3 separate regions of the Mus musculus genome follow, and all the other regions are linked to region 3. The links are chromatin contacts, called in public promoter capture Hi-C maps. All regions are on one chromosome and are shown on one strand. Each heading gives the region's core, a stretch centred on a gene start, on an enhancer-like site or on the middle of the called end of the contact. The rest is flanking DNA. Distances are from core to core; before and after follow the strand shown. Region 1 has its middle 34 kb from the start of Gm24388. Region 2 has its middle 120 kb from the start of Gm24388. Region 3 holds the start of Dydc1 (DPY30 domain containing 1).

Region 1 (3,426 bases), core at 541-3,040, 620 kb after region 3:
AAAAATGAGAAAACTGGATTAGAAATTGCACCAAGCTACATGTGACTGATGGAACTGAACTGAAAAATCTAGATCATAGTCTATTACAAACTGTTTCCCCTCCGTACCCAACATTCAACTGATTCACAATTATCTAGACCTTTAAAGAGCAATTTTTAATAAAAAGCACTTGGCTACCCTAACAATTTTTTCCATAAATTGAAATGATAGTAACTGAATTCATCATTTTCTACAAACTAAGTTAATTTTAGGCAAAGTGACTTCATTGATGAATGTGTTTCATCATTTATTTAGATGTTGAAGCTATCATAGTAAGTTTTTATAAGCTGGTGAACACTGACAAACTATTTCTCCCACAGAATTATAACCACACCTTCCCAGACAGAATAAATATATGGTCGAACTAACTTTAATACACATCACCATTTTATCGATTACATAATAAAACAAATGATCACGTATCCAATTATTAAGTTACATAACTCAAAAGGCATACAAAATATTTCTGCTCAGTTCACTAGCAGATCCTACTTTTTCTTTTTTGCAAGAGATTGGGAAGAGAAAAGGAAAATCATAATTCAAACAAGCTGGAAAACTTCTGATAGGTACGGAAAACACCAAAAAATTCAGAAATTTTGATTAAGAATTGGTTAGCTACAACAATGTATCTGTACATCTTAAAAATATTTACTAAATTAAAGAGCATATTCTACATGTTCTGCACAAGACAAAGTCAACATATTACTAAAAATATTTCATAGCCTCCACTCGTTTCTTTTTCGGGCTCTCCTAGTTAGGGTGCACTTCTGAGTGCAAACATTAAACTATAAGGCTTTTGTCTGGAGACATTATTGAAGATATGTGCTTCTGTAACAAAGTTGATTTTCAAACAGAGCTTTCCCAAAACAGAACAAAATGAGACAGACGTATTAAATAATCAGCACAAGACTTAGTTAAAAAATTAAAAAAATAAAGGATGGCTAAGCAAACTTGACGTATTCTGGTGTTAAGTGTGGGAGATGTAAACAGAGTGAGCAGGCTGATAACAAGAGAAGCCCTGCAGTGTTTGAAATCACTGGAGGAATACACCATGGATGGTCTAGAGAGTTTTTAGTTCCTGCAATTTTGGTTCTGTATGATGCTAAAAACATACACGTATTGTGCTGGGTATTTGGGCACCTAATCCTTCTAAATTATAGATTAATAATATTCTGGCACAGGAGTACATTTAATGACATAACTCAATACCTTATTTTAGGAAAGGTCAATTGGTACAAATAAGCACATTTTAAATGCTGACAAGCAAAAATCTTTTGCTAAGTGTCCAAACATGTTGATCATAGCCCAAATATAGAGGTTGCAATTCTCTCAAACCTATGGCCTGGTAAAACTGGTTTCCAATATTCCTGTGAAGCTTCAGTAGACTTATTTGGTAAGCCGACACATTGGGTAATTACAAATGACAAATCAGGTCCCATCTGAAGTTCTACTTCCAAGGCAATGTCATCAGACACTGTTGCGAGCAGGCTTGCTGCTCACATGGACAGGGTACACCTGAGTGGCAGGCCTGGGGCTGAAAGAGAGGGGAATTAGGCGGTTGAGAGAAAAATGGAGCTAAGACAAGATTCCTGATCAAAGCTTAAATGTTTAATGGCAAATGTGCTTATAAAGGAGGAGGAAGGCCCATTCCCGCCAATTCATCCTTGGAGCCTGGAACCAGCTGCAGGTGATGGCATGCAGGATAGGGTGTAGTCTCTGGAATAGCTCAGCAGCCTCCCAGCGGGTAGCAGTATCTTGAAGGGGAACAGAGACAGTGGCTGAACAATAGAGTGATCTAGGGAGGAAAGCTCCACCCTAGGTAATCTCCTTAGTGGCAGCAAGGTCAAGGTCTGGCTCAGCCTACTTCAGGCTGGGGGATGTTACAATTTCCTCCCTGTTATTAATATTAAAAAAAAAGTTGGACTGAGGCATAATATTTATTTATGCTCTATAGTCCTGCCTGGGAATTATGGTGGCTGGCAGCTGTGCCTGTCTTAGGAAATCTTAGATCTTCCCGAACCATCTAATTCCATCTTGGAGGCTACGTGCAGGTAGTTTGTGTTATATTTCACACAAAACATGGCTCTGTGGTGTGTTATCAACAGCCTTTTGGCATGTACCTCTGTCTTAGATTGGTATGGTTCTGAGATCTGGGTGCCGGTCATTGACTGTCAGGCCCTCATTAGCACACCTTATTCCCAATTCAGAACAAAGCCATAATATGTACTATGAATGCTTCTTCATGAAGATTTAATAAATGCCACCAGTGCTGTTGGAGGCAAGGGTGCACACCTGCTGCAGTCAGGCTGAGGGGCGTTGACTAACCTGCTTGAAAAACAAAGTCGAGACAGTGAAAAGCAACAGTACAAAAGCTTCTTTGGGGAAGTCCAGGTACTCCATTCAATTGCAAATTAGCAATGATCAGGCTTAGACTCAGAGCACCTGGTGTGGGGGAGGTGACTTTGAGAATCACAGAAAGGCTGTAACTTTCTGGGAGCAGAGGCTGTGCTCCAAATTAACTTTTCGGCTAAAGAGGATTTTTAGCTATAATCAAGGTCAGAGTCATACTTCCTGGGAGATTCAGGATCTGTGTCCAGTTGACAAACTAATCTCTCAGGCAGCCATCCCGCTCCCTCTTCTTTTTGCAAAAAAACACAGACCAAGCCCCTTCCCCAGATAAGGACCAGGTCTGGACCCTTCCATTTGTTAGTTAATGGGTCCCGCCACTTTACCAGGACATAAGAACTAGAAGTAACAGGATGCGAGTGGCGATCCACTGCAGACTGACCTTTAACATCAGTTTGCAAAAAAATTAGAACAAATAAAGCAAAAGCAAGATGTGCCTTTGGTGACCTTAGGGGATATAACTATCCCTGTTTTGTTTTTAAAAGCCAATTTTTTAAAGTGCGATGAGCACGTTCAACCATTTTTTGTCCAATGGGGTTATAAGGAATTCCAGTTTTATGTTTAATGCCAAATTCTTTACAAAATGAAGTAAATTTTTTGCTAGAATAGGATGGGCTGTTATCTGTCTTAATAAGTTTAGCCAATCCCATGGCATTAAAGGCTTGTAGGCAATGATCAATTACATTTTTGGAGGCTTCTCCAGTATGCAAAGAAGCAAAAAGAAATCCTGAACAAGTGTCAATACAAACATGTATATATTTTAATTTTCCAAATTCTGCATAATGAGTTACATCCACTTGCCAAATATGATTAGGCATAAGACCTCATGGATTAAGTCCTAACCATGGCACTGGAGATAATGTAATACATTTAGGACACTGTTTTACAATCATTCTTGCCTGCTCCTTAGTGATCTTATGTCGGAGCCTTAAGGTATGGCTAGAGAGATGAAAATTTTCATGATCACATTTGGCCAAAGCA
Region 2 (3,320 bases), core at 695-3,194, 770 kb after region 3:
AAAAAGAGGATGAAATCTATAAATTTGAAAATTCTAGTAGATCAACCACAAGAGTGAACCAAAAGAGTAGTACAAGATACATTGTTCTGTAAGTTAGGGAAACAACGATCAAACTAACATCAGGCCAATGGATGATGAGAAAGCCAATAATGGGTGGGGTTTTTAGAAGAGTGTTGTGAGGTGAAGTATGTTTAATATGAACTTTCCTTTGGATTCAGCAGAGTAGAGTCCAGTATAGATTGTATTAGTGTGTTTTGACAAACTGTGACAGCTTACTGGTTGGGTAGAGAATTGGAGGACTTGTAGAGGAAACGCATGCAATGGAAAATTCTTGAAAATAGCTAAGTGACATGTCTGTGATACCATCTTGTCAGGTTCCACAAATACACAGAATGTATCAGTAACATTAGCCGATAACATGTTTCTATGTATTTATCATTTTGTACTTGTAAGTCATTTGAAGCAATTTAGTTTCTAGATGGTAATCAGAGAGTGTTTGCTGTCTACAAACCATACAAGTCCTTCTGGAGAAGATACTGGTGAAGCATTGGCCATAGAGTCATTTCTTTCTGTTGGGGCTACTGGGAGTTTCACTATATGTAGAAACATAGCGATATCCCTTAAATTCAGACTCCTGCAAATTCTTTCCCTCTTCTATTGACAAATAGAAAATTACATAAACTTGGGGAAGGTGGATGGGAAATGGTATAAATAGCATGTAGACAGTAATTTCATCTACTTGTTCCGCAACTTTCGAAAGTAAACCAAACTTGTATGCATTCATATTTTTATAACATTTGTTTTGTATAATATTCTTGTATTTACTTACATAAGTTTTACTTTTGCTATGGGACCATTGAAAATAAATGGAGGTCTAGTGATAAGTAGATAAACATCCCCTGAAGATAGTAAAAGTAAACACATTAGGAAGAATTTGAAGCATCATATACATAACTTTTTGGATGAAATATCATATCTAGGAGGTAATCACAAAAATGTTTTGTTTGGAGCATAAATTCTATGAGGGTAGTAACAGATATTACGTTACAACTCATTCAGTAACACAACAAAAAAGAAAAATATAAAACAAGCATACACATATGAGACCCACAGAAGACAAGATAGATAAAAATCTCAGCATGTAGAGGGGAGGTAGGCACAGAATCCTCTCTGTAGCTAGGTATTATTAACAATTGATAGCTTCTTGGAGAAGGAGCATCAGTTTTAATAGCTTGGCCCCTGGCAAGTTGACCTCCCTCCACACAAGCAAGAATACCTAGAGTAGCAAAAATTGCACTTGATGATTTAAAATTACAAATAGGAGTACACAACATTGGGATGGATCTTGGAGGAGTCAGGGAGGGCAGGAGTATAATAAAATACATTGTGTAATGTCCTCTAAGAACTAAAATGAGAGAAATTGCTTTTAAAAACTGCAATATCTGGAAGCTGGAGAGATGGTGGTGTCTAAAACATTTATTGATCTTGCATAGGGCCCAACCTTCATTTGAAGGTTAGAGACATGGGTAACACACAACTGCATGTAACTTCAGCTTCTGATTTGACATACTATTCTGGCCATTTTGGACATGTGCACACACATAATATATTCTCCCTCATACACACATTAATAAAAGTAAATCCTCAAAATAGCATTATTTCCAAAATCCTTGTAGGTAAGTCTGTGTTATGATTCTTTAGAACATGTGGGTATTATAATTCCTTGGAACAGAGTCTGGGGAAATTAAGGTATAAATCACATAGTCTTATCATTTTATATTTTAAATTGGTAGATTCTGAGAAATAAAGAACTTTAGTAGTAATTTATTTACTGACTATTCAATTTTATCTCAAATTTTTGCTTGTGTGTGGTAACAGGTTAGAGGGAAAAAAATCACGTAAAATGAATATGTTCTTTTAAAGATAGTGTTCATGAATAGCACCAAGCTGAGTTTATACCATCTGTTCTTGTACCTGGAATAGAAACAATGCTGTGTGATCAGTTCTCTTAAAGGGGAAAAGACAGAAATAACTATTATTTCAATAGTTCTGACTCCTGAAAGATTAGATAAAACCCACTGGGGACTTAGAATGAACTGAGTTTTGTCTCGGCTGAAGAGTCACTCATAATTTGTAAGATGGCAACCTGATTTTAAGTGGCTTGGCTGTCTGCCCCAGGAGGAAATTCTCATTTCTCCATCAACCTATATGATAAACAAATATGCTTTATGTGCTTTCTCAGTTTGTATAGAATCTGTATGGAACATGGCCTTGGGCCACTTGAAAATGCGTCTATAAAAGTTTATTGTAGATAATGGCTCCCAGGATGTTGTACCCAGTCTTCTTCAGCCATAGACAATGTCTGCTATGAATGATGTGTCAGCAATATATGACATCTCTTTGCAGAAATTGATTTAACCCCTGGCTATAATTATTTTTAAATACTGGAATGAACCATCTACAAAATATAAAATGTATTCATGCTGCTGAGAGCTTCATGAAGAGAGCCATAGTGAACTCAAGGTAGATTGCTGCCCCAGGAAGAGTAGCCACACGTCTAGCCAAGGTTCCACCCAGAGCCTTTCTTCTAAATAGCACTATGGTTTCCATCTAAGCTGCTAGATTTAACAAAATGTTAATTTCTGTCTTCTCATAGAATTTAAAACTTTCCTTTACAGGAGTCTTTAAAATTCTTTACAAAATGATTTTAGAGCCTTTGTGATTTCTAGTACTACTGAAAATTATATTTCATTTTAATTTTTGGATGAAAACTGCTACAGAATGAATAATTACTACATTCAATTTATTTATGTTTTGTAGAATCTGTAACAATAACTAACATGAGTTGCACCCTTTATCACCTTTTACTTGTTTCCACTCAGTGTAGTTCAGTATTTAAATATTGTTCTGTAACTATCACCACCATCCATCTTTAGAACTCTTCCCCCTAGGAAACTTGTAATTATATATCCAAGAAGTAGTTCCTTCCCACCTGCTCTGGCCTGTCTCTGACAACCAGCACCCCACCTTTTATTTCCATCAGTTTGATTTGTCTAGGTGCATCCTAGGGAAAGACTCATAAGTGTTTTTGTATTATGACTGCTGACTTTTATTTCACTTAGCATAACGTTTTCATGTTTTATAATACTGAAACTTGCCAGAATTTCCACTTTCCTGAAGGCTGATTAATATGCCACCTTGTGTATATTGCATTTATATATTCATCATTCATAAGCATTTTAACTGCTTCTATCATTTGACTATTGCAATTAGTCCTGCTACACCCCTGGTCAAACTCTGTTCATGTCCCTGATTTTGAT
Region 3 (3,206 bases), core at 581-3,080:
CTACAGTGACACAACCCAAAGGCCACACCTCCTAACAGTGCCACTCCCTAGGCCAAGCATGTTCAAACCACCACAACTTCCCTTTAGGTTCACCTCAAGCTCTTCCCTGACATCTTATGGGCTCTTATTCCTGCCATTCTACATATCACACCCTATACTTTCCCATCTCAATAATCCTTTCCTTCCTCTACTCTTGGAACATACCTCCTCACCTTCAAGCCACAGATCATGTCTGGCTCCAGAGTTTTGTCAAGCAGTACAAGGGAGTTTCCCCTGCTTCAAGTAGATCCTACATCCCTTGTCATGCTGCCGAAGAAGTGTATAAAATGTGTGAGTATGTGTGCGCATGCTCATTTGTGTATGTTATGTGCACACTCGAGAGGATGTGAGTGTGTGTGTGTGTGTATGTGTGTGTGTGCACCACTGTCTCTCCATGGTGGCACATGAGCAAATATATGCCCACTCCCAGCTGTTTCCCTGTCTTTTCAGATATGAAGGCAGATGCATGAGTTTTGGGGGATTGACTATTTCTATTTACCTCATATAGGATTTGCAGATGGACAATAACAGACCAAACAAATGATTCCACCCAAGCCCAGAATTGGGACACAATGATATTAAAAGATCAGAATATGTTCACCATTGCAGTTCTTGACTCCTGTCTCAAAGGTGCAGACTCAAGACTGAAATGACATGAGAACATGGTATTTGTACATTATTACCATAGTCAGACTGAAACGCCACTTGAATGTCCAGGTAGAGGTTCAATTACATACAATACCATGGAATCCAGAGACAATATAAGGGAATGGAGATGCTCTCTAAAATAAGGAGTGGATTCCTAGTGAGTCACAATGCAGGAGGAAAGGGTGACATAGCAATTGCTTCTGCTACCAAAGGAATATACACATGTATGTGTAAGTGTAGCCCTAGGAACTGACTGGAGCTGGCACAAATGAGCTGATTTCCAACTAGGTTGGCACTGGTGTCCTAACCACAAAGAGAAAAACATTATGAAAATTTATTTATAGAGATAAAATCACCATGTGGACATATCAATGTTATTTGAAGTTCAGTTACATAAAACATGGAAGATACTCTTTCTGCTGCTCCAAAATCATAAAACGTGAGAAAGGAACAATGGTTGTCAAGGAGGGACCTCTGATCTAGAATTTTGGCCAGGGTCTTTCTGGGGTTTCTGGCAGCTGCTTAGCATTCTCAGTGGGGTTTTCATGAGGTCCCTCCGTCATTTCTGTAACATACATGTCCTGGTCATGTGAGGAAACTCATAGCCATCTCTTCTGTCCTAAGAAATGTTATTTCCCAACAAACACCAGTGTGCACTCAACTCCACAGAAAGAAAGTCCGTCCCCACAGAAACACCTGCCTCTGAACTGGAGCAGCTGCTTTGAGCCACTGAAGGATGTCCTCTGCCAGGGCCTGGGAAGAGGTGCTGGATTCGGCACTCAAAACTACAGCAGACCTAATTCAACTTGAATTTCTGAGAAACAATGAATAATTGTCTTCTAGTATATTTGTGCTGGAAAGTAACCTGTTTGTCTAAAAACAAATTTCAATCAGGCAGCCACCAACCTAGACACTTAGGTTAGTTTTCCTATTGGGTGGCTAGTGGGCCGGAGATGGGAGGAGGAAGAGAAAGAGGAGAAACCGGAAGAGAGGAGGGAGGAGAAGGGGAACTAACCCTCTCTCGGACTCCGGGTTGAGACCTCCGCCTCCGGGTTATGACTCGCAAGGTGAAAATTTGACAACTGCTTCTGCAGAGACACTAGAGAACCGGTTCGAAGGAAAACGGCCCAGCCTCCTTGGTCCACGCAGCTGATGCACGTTCTGGCCACCTGCCAGTGAGTCGCGTCCCGTTGCCTGGCAACGAGAGCACGCTCAAGTGTAGCGCTAAGGTTCCATTGCTACCCAATCAGTGGAGGCAAAGAGAAATGAAAGGGGAATTCGCGCAGTGGGAGTGGGGGTGGGAGTGGGCGTGGGAGGGGTGGCGTTCTCTAGCCTGAGCTTGGAGTGCGCACTGTAGGGGATGGGGCACGCACGCAGATGGGAGAACCAGATTTATGGGAGAGGAAGCACTGTGGAGAAACAGCGGGACAGAGACTTGGAACCTAGCAGGCATAGGAACCCTTAGATAGGAGCCCTGTGGACCAGCAGATCTTTGAAAGTCAGGGGAGACTCCTTTGATCCCTGGGGATTAAAGCTGCAAGCTTGTTGTCGGCTTGGCAATTTTAAGACTCCACACCTTTCAGAGCAAACTCAAACGCAAGCAACTTCAGGTTACCCAAAGGCACCCTCTGCCAGGCCCTCCTATGCACTTTCCCCTGATGTGCTTGGTTAGTTTTTGTCAACGTGACACAAACCTAGATATACCTTGAAGGAGGAAATCTCAAATGAAGAACTGCCTCCATCAGACTGACTTGTGGGCATGTATGTCTGTGAAGCGTTTTCTTGATTGCTAATTATGGGCATATGCCCACTATGAGCTGCGAGTGCCCATCCCTGAGAAGGTGGACTTGTGCTGTGTAAGAAAGGTAGCTGAAGCCGGGCAGTGGTGGTGCACACCTTTAATCCCAGCACTCAGGAGGCAGAGGCAGGCAGATTTCTGAGTTCGAGGCCAGCCTGGTCTACAGAGTGAGTTCCAGGACAACCAGGGCCACACATAGAAACCCTGTCAAGCAAGGAAGGAAGGAAGGAAAAGGAAAAAAAGAAAAAAAAGAAAAGGAAAAGGGGAAAAGGAAAGGAAGGAAAAGGTAGCAGAGTCAGCCAGGGAAAGCGAGCCTGTAAGCAGCATTTCTGTCATAGTTACTGTTTCATGCTCTTGCACTGAGTTCCTGGCTTGGCTTTCCTTGATGACGACTGACTGTAATCTGTAAACCAGATAAATCCTTTTGTCCCCCAGTTCGCTATTGGTCATGGTGTTTATCAGAGCAAGAAAAAGCAAACTATGGGCATGGCATTGCTTAGTGGTAGAGGCTTTCATAAATGCAAGAAGGGACACTAATGGATCAACAACGAATGAGCCCTCCCTCTACCCACCTACCCCCAACATCAGAGCACTCAGACATATTTACTCAGGACTTAGTATGTGACTGTACTGGCTGGTTTTGTGTGTCAGCTTGACACAGGCTGGAGTTATCACAGAGAAAGAAGCTTCAGTTGAGGAAATGCCTCCATGAGATCTAGCT

The links. Promoter capture Hi-C pulls out the DNA fragments that hold promoters and counts their contacts.
Region 1: a contact with region 3 is called in a promoter capture Hi-C map of embryonic stem cells, with 2.8 times the contacts expected there. The contact joins the enhancer-like site here to the promoter of Dydc1 in region 3. A contact is called at or near these places in 3 of 39 promoter capture datasets (cranial neural crest, embryonic stem cells and liver) and 1 of 115 datasets of contacts at active chromatin or transcription factors (epiblast stem cells).
Region 2: a contact with region 3 is called in a promoter capture Hi-C map of hippocampal neurons, with 2.6 times the contacts expected there. The contact joins the enhancer-like site here to the promoter of Dydc1 in region 3. A contact is called at or near these places in 3 of 39 promoter capture datasets (the 3T3-L1 cell line, the C10 cell line and hippocampal neurons).

What each region holds. Positions count from the first base shown.
Region 1 is chr14:40,454,260-40,457,685 of GRCm38.p6, reverse strand. No RefSeq gene overlaps it. Among named protein-coding and RNA genes, the nearest start is that of Gm24388, 34 kb to the right of the region's middle. Within about 2 kb of position 1,790, at least 2 of the 459 cell types and tissues checked have an H3K27ac peak or open chromatin away from gene starts, as enhancers often do. A contact at or near this core is called in embryonic stem cells, where this site is marked.
Region 2 is chr14:40,298,430-40,301,749 of GRCm38.p6, reverse strand. No RefSeq gene overlaps it. Among named protein-coding and RNA genes, the nearest start is that of Gm24388, 120 kb to the left of the region's middle. Within about 2 kb of position 1,944, at least 1 of the 459 cell types and tissues checked has an H3K27ac peak or open chromatin away from gene starts, as enhancers often do. A contact at or near this core is called in hippocampal neurons, where this site is marked.
Region 3 is chr14:41,071,535-41,074,740 of GRCm38.p6, reverse strand. It overlaps Dydc1 (DPY30 domain containing 1), which reads right to left and starts at 1,830. Exons shown (of 8, transcript NM_027094.1): 1 at 1,703-1,830. It also overlaps a transcript of Dydc2 not described here.